Regions from separate parts of the Oryctolagus cuniculus genome. Here regions 2, 3 and 4 are each linked to region 1. Evidence: chromatin contacts called from public Micro-C data. All regions are on one chromosome and are shown on one strand. Each heading gives the region's core, a stretch centred on a gene start, on an enhancer-like site or on the middle of the called end of the contact. The rest is flanking DNA. Distances are from core to core; before and after follow the strand shown.

The links. A called contact is a pair of places that touch in the nucleus more often than the background predicts.
Region 2: a Micro-C map of ear pinna shows a contact between it and region 1, with 4 times the contacts expected there. The contact joins the promoter of LSG1 here to the promoter of XXYLT1 in region 1. A contact is called at or near these places in 2 of 6 Hi-C or Micro-C datasets (ear pinna and liver).
Region 3: a contact with region 1 is called in a Micro-C map of ear pinna, with 4 times the contacts expected there. The contact joins the promoter of FAM43A here to the promoter of XXYLT1 in region 1. A contact is called at or near these places in 4 of 6 Hi-C or Micro-C datasets (ear pinna, liver, psoas muscle and 1 more).
Region 4: a Micro-C map of ear pinna shows a contact between it and region 1, with 7 times the contacts expected there. The contact joins the enhancer-like site here to the promoter of XXYLT1 in region 1. A contact is called at or near these places in 2 of 6 Hi-C or Micro-C datasets (ear pinna and embryonic fibroblasts).

Annotation. Positions count from the first base shown.
Region 1 is chr4:84,314,501-84,317,185 of mOryCun1.1, reverse strand. It overlaps XXYLT1 (xyloside xylosyltransferase 1), which reads right to left and starts at 1,324. Exons shown (of 4, transcript XM_008266698.4): 1 at 788-1,324. The coding sequence starts at 1,291.
Region 2 is chr4:84,762,205-84,764,889 of mOryCun1.1, reverse strand. It overlaps LSG1 (large 60S subunit nuclear export GTPase 1), which reads right to left and starts at 1,358. Exons shown (of 14, transcript XM_002716520.5): 1 at 361-1,358. The coding sequence starts at 459.
Region 3 is chr4:84,745,796-84,748,480 of mOryCun1.1, reverse strand. FAM43A (family with sequence similarity 43 member A) reads left to right here and starts at 1,339. Exons shown (of 1, transcript XM_008266697.4): 1 at 1,339-2,685. The coding sequence starts at 1,499.
Region 4 is chr4:84,004,854-84,007,538 of mOryCun1.1, reverse strand. The region is part of intron 1 of LOC138849312 (a long non-coding RNA gene); the gene reads left to right. Among named protein-coding and RNA genes, the nearest start is that of BDH1, 32 kb to the right of the region's middle. Within about 2 kb of position 1,343, at least 4 of the 8 cell types and tissues checked have an H3K27ac peak or open chromatin away from gene starts, as enhancers often do.

The sequences.
Region 1 (2,685 bases), core at 75-2,574:
TATGCCCACCTTCCACTCCTATCCAAAAATTCGACCTTAGATCCCCTCTGTGTAACTTTTAGGTCAAAAGGAGGCAACCATCTGATGGAGGCAATTCACACGAGTCTCAGCCAAGCAGAGCCAGGCACATGAGCTGACCTGAGGGCCCAGCCCAGGACAAGGTGGCCAGCTCTGCTCTCCCAGCTCATCATACTGCGACCTCTCAGAGCTTCTTCTGGCTTAGCTGGAGGAAGCGGCGCTTTCTCTGAATGGATTCATGACCCTTAAAGGGCAGGAGAGGGCACCAGAGAGGAAATGAGACAGTTCGCACGAGGTGTGGCCAGACCCGACTGAGATACCTTAGGAGCCTCACCAAGGCCATGCGGAGCTGAACGTGACGGGCTAACAGCTGGTGCCCTCAAATGGTCAGTTCCGTCCTCAGAAGGGCATAATACGAGGAGCAGACTCCGAAGGCGCCACTGAACCCTGCCACGCCGCCCAGTGGGGGCGTGTTCACGCTCCCGGGGCAGCGCTTCACGTGGGAGAGGAAAGCAAGGCGGCCTACGAACCCCTCACTCCCCTCCTGCACCAGCCAAGCGCGTCTGGCCCCGGACACGCCCCCCGGACGAGGCCTCCAGCAGGCTACATTTAGAGCTGGGCTGCGGGCATTGGGCTACCGGCGTTGGAAGTGCGGAGGGCGACGAAGCCCCTTCCGCTGTTGCCCGCAGCTGTTCCAGGAGCGCGCAGCATGGTATCCAGGACGGGCGTGGGCCACCCGCCAGGAGCCCCCAGCTGTGGCCCCGCTCACCTTGCACTTGAAGCCGGCGGCGGGCGGCAGTAGCTCCCGCAGCAGGCCCTTGGCCACCTCGCGACTGGCCTCCTCGCTCACGAAGTGCAGGTTAAGTACCTCGTGTGCCTCGAACTTGGCGAGGCGCAGCAGCGAGCGCAGCGCAACGCGGGCCTTGGACTGCAGCGCAGCATTGTGCTCCGCCTTGGTGAACATCATCAGCAGGTGGTAGTCCACCGGCCCGGCCCCGCCGCCCTCCAGGCTCTTGGCCTTGGCGCCCGCTGCCGGCGCCACAGAGCCGCGCGCCAGCTCCGGCGCAGGCGGCGAGGGCGCGGCGGGGGCCCCGGCGCGGGCTTCCTTCAGCCTCTTGGTGGCGCTGGAGAAGGTCTCCCGACCCGAGCCCAGGTAGTAGAAGGCACAGACGGCGAGCGCCGCGGCCAGCAGCAGCGCGCAGTAGTGGGAGCGCACAGCGCCCAAGCGCGCCATGGCCCGAGCGCATGGGGACCCGCCTAGGAGAAGACCCATGCGCCACAAGCAGGCGGCCCCAGCAGCCGGGAATGGGTCGTGGAGACCAGCAACCCCGCAGCCTCTTAGGGGCCGCGGCGGCAGGCGGCGGCCATTGTGGAGGCGGGGTCGAGCCGCCCACAGCCAATGGCGGGTGCTGGTGCGCGGAGAGGCGGGGTCGGGGCGTACCCGGAAGCCCCTGGGTCCTAGGTTCAGAGGGATTGGAAGCCGGAGGGTTGGCGGGTAGGCTGAGAAGTGGCGCTGCGATGTGCCCAGCACCGGAGGCTACACGCCTACTCTGGGCCTGAAAGGAACCTTTGGTTAGCACTCTCCCGGATGCAGTAAGAGGGAGAAGTTTTGTCTCCTGAACCCTGCGTCTTTCCTGGTTTCCTGGAAGCTTTACACATCGTGAATGGGGCTAGGGGATTTAAGCTAGCACGGTCCTAGTAGTGCGGTGGAAATTGCCTCCCCAGCCAGCGGCAGAGGGGGCTGCCTGCAGGGGGACCTCGCGGTCATTCTCAGAGCCCTCGCCGAGTAACGCCTGAGATCTGTTCCTTTGTGGTTTTCAGACCGACCTCAACACTTTACAAAGGGCCTTAACCGAGGCTCAGTAACTTGCCCACACACAGCCAACGGCAGTTTGGACCCTCGAGCTGGACACGGCCAACCGGAAACTCATTAATTTCGATCTTCTTTAAATTGATGATATACGATAGTGTTGAATTAACCATGGACAAGTAGTTTGCATGTCTGAAAGAAGTCAAAGTGCATGGACGAATACACAGACTGATCTCTTACCAGTTTGTGATGCCATGTCATTACTTCTCAAAGTGTGAGTGAAACCCACCTTTCCCAGAACTACAATTCATCTATTAAACTTCACTGTATTTGAAAGTGAGAGATCAGCCTTCCAGCGGTCAGTTCACTCCCCAAATGCCCGTAACACCCAGAGCAGAGCTGAAGCCAGGAGCCAGAAACTCTCCATCCACCCAACCAAGTACTTGACATGGCCTGCTGTCTCCCAGGGTGCACAGTAACAGGAAGCTGGATCAGAAGTCTTAGGTGGGACTGGATCACAGGCATCCCAGGCAGCCACTTAAGCCACAATGCCAGTCTCGCATCTCATTCTTAACACTTGCTCCTTTCAGTTGCAGCAGCTGAAACAGGCCTAACAAGTTCAATACGTACAACTCATTTTGAAAAAAACCAGTAACAGACAACACTATGAGGTAGAAGTATTTTATATTCAAGGAAATGCAGACTTAATTACCCAAGTCTAATCAGCACCTAAGGGAGCCATAATCTCATTCCAAGTCTTACTGCTTCCCCAGACCCAAGCTTTTTAAAACCAGTTACTCCAGCCCTGTTTCAGCACCCAACTCTGGTTAAGAGAGCAAGCTCTGGAGTGGACAGTC
Region 2 (2,685 bases), core at 109-2,608, 450 kb before region 1:
CAGGGACGACAAGGATGAAACAGGGATCTGAGTTATCTTCTATTTCCGGGGGCACTCAAGCACAAGATCAATCAGTTCTTTGAAGAAATCACTACAAAAACAAACTCTGCTCTTTCCTGCTCAGAAACGTCCAAGGGCTTCTACAGCTGCCGGAGCAAAAATCCGATGCCTTTAAGACATCCTGGCAGCCAAGAAGCTGCAGACTGAGCAGCCTCGTCGCTACACTAGCCCTCCTTTCAAACCTCTTCCTCTGAACCCTGGGCCTTGTCCCGAGAATCTACTTTTCAAACTTCCCCTCACCCTTCCAAAGCGTACTCTCGAAACTAAACAGAAAGGAACGGATGACATTGTCTGTCTCACCCAGGAGTCAGCGTGACGGTGGCTACGGCTCCGCTGAGTCTGATGGCGGACGAGGGTCCGGCCCAGCGACCCACTGCCCGGCGCTCTCCTCCGACCCATTACAACACGGCTTCTACACCGATCTCCGTCCTGCGCGTGCGGCTTCCGCCATGCCGAGCTCGACCCCCGGAAGTGACGTATGAGAGAGCCCAATTAGTGCAGACCCAAAATGGAGAGGGGAGAATGGAATGAATGCTTTTTGCTTACCTTGACCTATCCGGCCCTCTATAATATGGCTGTAAAAACTGTTCTATGAATTTTTCCTTAGTTGTTTCCACGAATGTCCCAAACTGGGACAGAATGATTGAGTTAAAGGAATGGTACATTCCCTATTTGTGCGTCGGTCTTTAGGGTCCGGCGAGAAACTAGGACAATTGGAAAATATGCCCGTTCATATTCACGCGACTGACCCCGCCTCCGCGGTTGGCGTCAGGAGCAGGCGGAGATTCGGCAGCAGGGTGTTTCTGTGGCGCGACGGGGACAGTTTCTTGGCGCTGGTTTCCAGCCGGCGTCCCAAGGTGTGGCGTCGCCACGGTCTGGCCCCGTGACTAAGTGTTTTTTGTTTTGTTTACCTAGCCCTCCTTAGCCGCCGCTCGGGGAGGAAAGGCTTGGCCTGGATGGGAGTTGGAACGGGAGCTTGATCGTATTTCCAGAGCTTGGCAAGCTTGTCCGGAAAGGCGAGAGTCTGACTCTAATTTCTAACAAACGATGTTTAATAAAAGTTCTAGACAAAATGGCATCCCCGTGAAAACAGAGAGCCGACTGCACCCGGCGTCCGGGGCGTTTGCTCCTCTCGTAGCGGTTAGGGCACCCGGTGAAGTGGACGAAGTTGTCGGCCGCTCTGAGGCTGAGAAGCACAGAGGGAACCGGAGGTGGTGCGGCGCCGGGCGTCGGGAGTCGGACGTGCTTGTCCCCGCGTCCTGCGCCCGGCCGTCCCGGGGAGAGGCGCCGTGCGGAAAGCGCAGGGTCCGGGGGGTGCCTGGGCCAGCTACATCGAGCGTGTAATGTGCGGAAGCATGATGCTATGCATCATACGTATTAGCAGCCTTGTCGTTAAAAAAAAAATAAGATTTTATAAAAAGCCAAGTCACAGGGACCCAAACGCCATCTGGTCCAGTCTCGCCCGAATGTGCATCTGGTGTCCTTGGGCTTCTTGTCAACAGGAAGACTGGTTCAAGGGCAGGGGTGAGGCCTGGGTCTCCGGCTCTAACACGCCTCCGGGAGATCCCTGGGCTACTGGCGCGTGGGCCACACTGTGAGTAGCACGAGTCCCCTTGGCTAGCGATGAAGGCACTGAAGTGGCTGAGGGTCGTTCACCCCAAGTTAGGGGCGAGCAAAGCTGGGACCACACCACTCACCCGTTTCTGGGTTCCCTCCCATGCCCTCTGCACCCAGGGGGAGTGAACTTTGGGACTCACCCAAGCATAGGAATTGACAAAGGTTTCAGAAGGGGAAGGTGGTGCTCACAGGCCAGCAGAGGAATGGAGCAGGGTGTGATTTGTCCCATTTTCCAACGTCAGAACAGTGTGTCTCTGAGGTCCCCAGACAGAATCTGCAGAAGCAGGACAAGGAGAAGACCCGTGGGACAAAGTCAGCACAGGTCCTGGCGACTGCTCTGCAGTTGAGTGATTGAAGAGAAAACCAATTCATGAAAGTAAAGAGTACATGGACTTTATTTTATTATTTTATAAATTAACCTCTTGGTATTGTAATCTTGGTGTAGTCCTTTCCTTTTTAAGATTTATTTATTTATTTTGAAAGGCAGAGTTACAGAGAGAGTGGGAGACAGCAAGGTCTTGCACCCATTGGTTCACTCCCCAAATGGCCACAACAGCCGGAGCTGGGCCAGGCCAAAACCAGGAGTCAAGAGCTTCCTCTGGGTCTCCCATGTGGGTGCAGGGGCCCAAGGACGTGGGCCATCTTCCGCTGCTTTCCCAGGCCATAGCAGAGTGCTGGATGGGAAGTGGAGCAGCCAGGACATGAACCTACCAGCATTGCAGGCTGTGGCTTTAATCCACTGCGCCATAGCACCAGCCCCAAGTACATGGATTTTATATTTTAATAATAGTAGTAGGAGATGGTATAAAGAAATCCACCGTGTCATTCATAGAAATCCAACCAGGAACCTGGAGTGTCACTCTTGTTCCCTTTTCCAAATTTTGTCACCCTCCTCTAGGGATTTTGAGAAAGCAGTGTTTCTATTGCTATTCTTTGAAGGGCTCCAAGAAATCTTGATAAACTGAAGTGATCATTTAATCAGGACTGGGGCAGGGTGCCAAAGGACGT
Region 3 (2,685 bases), core at 90-2,589, 430 kb before region 1:
CAGGAGCTGGAAGCATCTATTGAGTGTATGTTATCCCCATACAGTTCACTGCAGACACCTTGGCATTCACCGTGGCTTTTTGCTGTCTCCCTATGGATTCCAAGCTTCAAGATAGTGGGAAGTGAGTGTCTTTGTCCCCTTCCCTTGTAATAGAATGAAATTCTGAAAACAGTAATACTAAACAGCACCCAGCGATTCTCAGAGAGCTGTCATACAAGGAGGAAAACACTATTTCCCCAACCTTTTCGCACCGGAAATTAGACCGTACAACCTCATCCTCCACTACCTCCCCCAGAAGTTTCGATCTAGTCCTACATTTATTCCGTGAGTTGCAATTCAGCCTGGGGGTGGAGTGCCAGAGTTCCAGTTCCCTTTGCAGTTGGGTACAGCCAAGTCTCGGTGCTTTCCATACTTAAAAGAGAGGCTGGTTAATTTGGAATGTAATCGCGGGATTGGACCGGTCTCCCCCCTCCCTTGGCCAATGGCGCAACCGGGTCCCTTTAAGAGACCAGGAATCCGTCGGGCGTCGGAGTCCGAAACGGATCCTCTCCTCTGGCCTGCTCCTCCCCTGTCCCCGCGCGGCGAATGGTTCGTGCCGGCCTATATTTACCCGAGATCTTCCTCCCGGACGGCAAGGATGTGAGGCGGGCGAGCCAGCTACGGCTCGCGGCACCGGAGAGGGCGAGCTGCAGAGGCGAGCAGCCGACCGAGGACAGCCGGTGAGGGAAGGAATGAGGTAGCGGCGGGCCCCGGAGCCGGCCATGCGCGCGCCCCGCCCTCGGAGCCCAGCGCTGCCCCGGCCGAGCCAGCCCGGACAGTGAGCGGCCGGAGCAAGGATGCGGTGAGCCCCAGCAGGACTGCTGCGCTGGGCCCCCGCCGCCAGCCGGACCCACCGCCCGACCGCTCTCCGGGCACGCCGCTGACCTGGGACCAGCCCCGCCGGGGGCGCTCGGTGGCCGGCGCCCCGTGGGGGTGGGGAGCACTGGCCCCTGGCACTCTCACGGGAGAGTTTCGGCGGCTTCTGGCCCCAGTCCCCGGGGCTGGGGGCAGGGGGTGCCTTTTTACGTTTGCGGAGGAGTGCGCGTACAGCCTCGCACCATCCCGGGCGCTTTGGCCGGGGGCACCCTCCGTATATTTGCTCGCGCGCATCTAGCTTGTTTCTCAGACATTTTCCGCTCCGCTCGTATCCTCTTTCTCTTTTTGTTGCCTGCCTGAGACTCCGCGGTCCTCCTTTTCCCAGGCTGGGTTAATTCGGTGCGCGCGCGCCCCCGTTCCCCCTTTATTTTTGCACACTCGGAACAATATTCCCTCCTCTACCCCCCGCGGGGTTCCCTAGCACTATTTGTCCTCTCGTCCCCTCCCCTCTCCAACTCCCTACTCCCAGAGTTTTATTTTTCGGTCTTGCCCGGGCCGAGCCCGGCCGGGGCTGGTGGCTCAGCGGGGCCCGCACCCGGCGCTCCGCCGCCGCCGCCCAGCAGCGCCGGGGCGCCCTCCGGAGATGCTGCCGTGGAAGAAGCACAAGTTCGAGCTGCTGGCCGAGGCGCCGCCGCGGCAGGCGTCCAAGCCCAAGGGCTACGCCGTGAGCCTGCACTACTCGGCGCTCAGCTCGCTCGCGCGGGCGTGCCCCGAAGGCGCGCTCAGCCGGGTGGGCAGCATGTTCCGCTCCAAGCGCAAGAAGCTGCACATCACCAGCGAGGACCCCACCTACACCGTGCTCTACCTGGGCAATGCCACCACCATCCAGGCGCGCGGCGACGGCTGCACCGACTTAGCTGTGGGCAAGATCTGGAGCAAAAGCGAGGCGGGCCGTCAGGGCACCAAGATGAAGCTGACCGTGAGTGCGCAGGGGATCCGCATGGTGCACGCCGAAGAGCGCGCGCTGCGCCGCCCGGGCCACCTCTACCTGCTGCACCGCGTCACCTACTGCGTGGCGGACGCGCGACTACCCAAGGTCTTCGCCTGGGTGTACCGGCACGAGCTAAAGCACAAGGCAGTCATGTTGCGCTGCCACGCCGTGCTGGTGTCCAAGCCTGAGAAGGCGCAAGCCATGGCCCTGCTGCTCTACCAGACGTCGGCCAACGCTCTGGCGGAATTTAAACGCCTCAAACGGCGGGACGACGCGCGCCACCAGCAGCAGGAGCTGGTGGGCGCGCACACCATCCCGCTAGTGCCGCTGCGCAAGCTGCTCCTGCACGGACCCTGCTGCTACAAGCCGCCGGTGGAGCGCAGCCGCAGCGCGCCCAAGCTCGGCTCCATCACCGAGGACCTGCTCGGCGAGCAGCAGGAGCAGGAGCTGCAGGAGGAAGGGGAGGAGGAGCAGCCCGAGGCCTGCTTGGAAGAGGAGGAGGAGGAGGGGGAGGCCGAGACGCAAGGGGCGCTGGTGGTGGCCATGCACTTGGAATGCGGGGACTTGCTGGACACGCTGGAGAACGACCGCGAGGAGGCGCCGGGGGGCGGCGGGGTCTCGGTGGGCCCCGGCGCCGGGCCGCCGCCCCTGCTGTTGGGCAGCGACTCGGACGTGAAGGCCGAGCTGTCGCAGCTTATTAGCGACCTGGGCGAGCTCAGCTTCGGCAACGACGTGCGCACCCTGCAGGCCGACTTGCGGGTGACGCGCCTGCTGTCGGGCGAGAGCACCGGCAGCGAGAGCTCCATCGAGGGCGGGGGCCCGGACGCCGCCTCCGTCCC
Region 4 (2,685 bases), core at 94-2,593, 310 kb after region 1:
AGTGTTGTTACCCCCTACTCTCACTCTCACTTCTTATCCTGAAAATACCTCCATCCACCCGCCTCTTCCATGGGAAAGAACTTCTTACTGAGTTTTCAAGGAAGACAGGTCATTGTCGTAACCACTGTGTGAGACGCGCAGTAGCAGTATTAGCCTCTCATGTAACTGACGGGAAAGTTTTGCTTTCCCCCAGTCAGTCACAGGGAGGGAAGCTCTGGCGCCACCTGGCTCCTTGCTCTGACAGAGGTCGTTCTGCTCTGAGGTACAGGGGATGCAATCACGGCACACCTGTGAGAGGGCTAGCAGGTGCTTTCCCCAGGTACCCATGGCTCCCGGCAGTGCGCTCCCTGAGGCAGGTTTTGAAAGAGATGAGGGCTGGGGATGGCAGCAAGGGAGGCTGCACACAGTGAGACAGGGGTCTGAGCAGCCAGGCACCAGGTGGGATTGGGGGTGAGGGGTGCAATATTGACCCTCCCGTGGCCCGAGGCCATCCCTGAAAAGCCAAAGTCACAAAGGTGTACTCTTGAGTCTGGCGCTGTGGCTTAGAGGGTAAAGCTGCCGCCTGCAGCGCCGGCATCCCACATGGTGCCGGCTGCACCACTTCTGATCTAGCTCTCTGCTATGGCCTGGGAAAACAGTGGGAAACGGCCCAAATCCTTGGGCCCCTGCACCCGTGTGAGAGACCTGGAAGAAGCTCCTGGCTCCTAGCTTCCAGCATACAGCTCTGTAACTCTGCCTTTCAAATAAATAAATAAATACATACATACATAAATAAAAAATAATAAAAAAAAGATGCTGCTTGGGCTGCCTGCATCCCATATTGGAGGGCTTGGGTTCATGCCCAGTCTCTATTTCCAATTCCAGCTTCCTGCTCATGTGCACCCTGACAGGCAGCAGGTGATGGCTCAAGTAATAGGGTACCTGCCACCTGCATGGGAGGCTCAGATGGGAGTTCCAGGCTCCTGGCTTCAGCCTGGCCCAGCCCCGGCTCTTGGGGGGCATTTTCCTGTGAACCAGCACATGGAAGATCTGTCTCCCTTCTTATTAAAACTTAAAAAGTTCATAGAAAATGTATATTATGAAAAAATTATTCATGGATTTAAAAATGTTTGCAGCAAAACAAGCTTGCCTTTTGACTCCATTTTCCATAAACTTTTGGAGCGCCCTCATAGGAAGAAGGGCGTCCCGCCTGCGTTCAGCCCGGCGCTGCCTCTCCTGGGCGCTGCCTCCCCTGGGAGCCTGATGCACTCAGCCTCTGCGCCAGTGCAGCGCCTTCCCACCCGCGGCTTGGCGGCCCGGAGCCAACCTCCCGCCGTGCCTTCTGTGGCACCCGGTCTGATGTTGGAGAAGGGCGACCTCTAGCGCTGTTTCTGGAAGAGGAGCAGCGGCTTCCTCCTGTGGGAACTGTCCTGCCCAGCAGTGACAGGCAGAGACCGGTGCAGGGAGGTCAGTCCTGTCCCAGGCAGTGCCTGAGCCTTCCAACACCAGGAAGGCACTGCGTGGCGGCTGTGACTTTTGGGGGCCCCACCATCTTTGTCCACCCCATTCTTTGAGATGGAAATCACCTTTGTCCCAGCGTCCGGCAAAGTGCCACTCAATGACGTCCCCAGGCCTTTTCCTTCCAAGCAGCTTGCCTTGCTTAAGCGGCTCCTAGAAGGAATTTTGAGCTGCAGTGATTGGCCACAGGACAGGACGCCCACAGTGCTGAGGAGGCAGAGACATCGGGAAGTAAAGTGACCCGGGACTGCCTGGTGGGAGATGCACACTGTCCCCTCCTGGTCAGCAGGTACACTCAGAAGCACTTTTGTTGCCACGTCCTATGAACTATTATCTATCTCCAGCTCTGTGTGACTCTCCCAAGTTTAATGAGACCCAGTGTGGCACCAACAAGGTTCTACCAAGTGCTATTTGAATATGACTTTTGCCAAGGTCCCATTGTGTGCTGTTTGAATGTGACTTTTGTGCCCATCCACCCAAGTTTGCTTGAGATCGTCCTGGTTTGCATCTGTCACCCTAATGTGTTAATAACAATGTTCTCTTGCACTGTGAAGGGGGCCTCATTTGTGTGGCAAATTACACAATCACCCAGTTCGGATGGCCTCCGTTAGCAAGTGCTCAAGCCTGAGGATTTAGGGGTGTGGGAGGTAATGGTACCAGGAATTTGAGATTTATTGATTACCACAATCTTGTCATGATTAGTTCCACGCTTCCTGGCATCCAGACCAAAAAAAAAAAAAAAGCGTGAAGGGGTAGGAGTTGACTCTGTCTTGTCACATGGCACATGTTCTGTCTTCTGGAGGGACGTGTTTACCAGCCACTGTTAGGAGGAATTCTAAATTGCTGTATAAGAGACACTAAACAACACAAGGGATGTCGACAGAAGTTTCTATGCGGCCAGGTTTCACATTGGTTTTCAAAAATGTGCGTTTCTCATCATCAGTGAAAACGGTGGAGGGAATAAAAGTGATTCCACAGGGACCCACTGAAATAGTGTGTGTGCAGGTGCCAGGTGAACTCTGAGAGTCAAGACGTTCACCCTTTCATTCGTATTATCCTGTCTAGATCTTAGCCCTATTGATGAGGGAGCCGAGGTCCAGAAGGGACACAGCTTCCCAGAAGCAAAACCGGCACAGGCCTTGCCTTGGCTGGATCCTAGTCAAGGTGGCCCCGAGACCCATGTCAAAG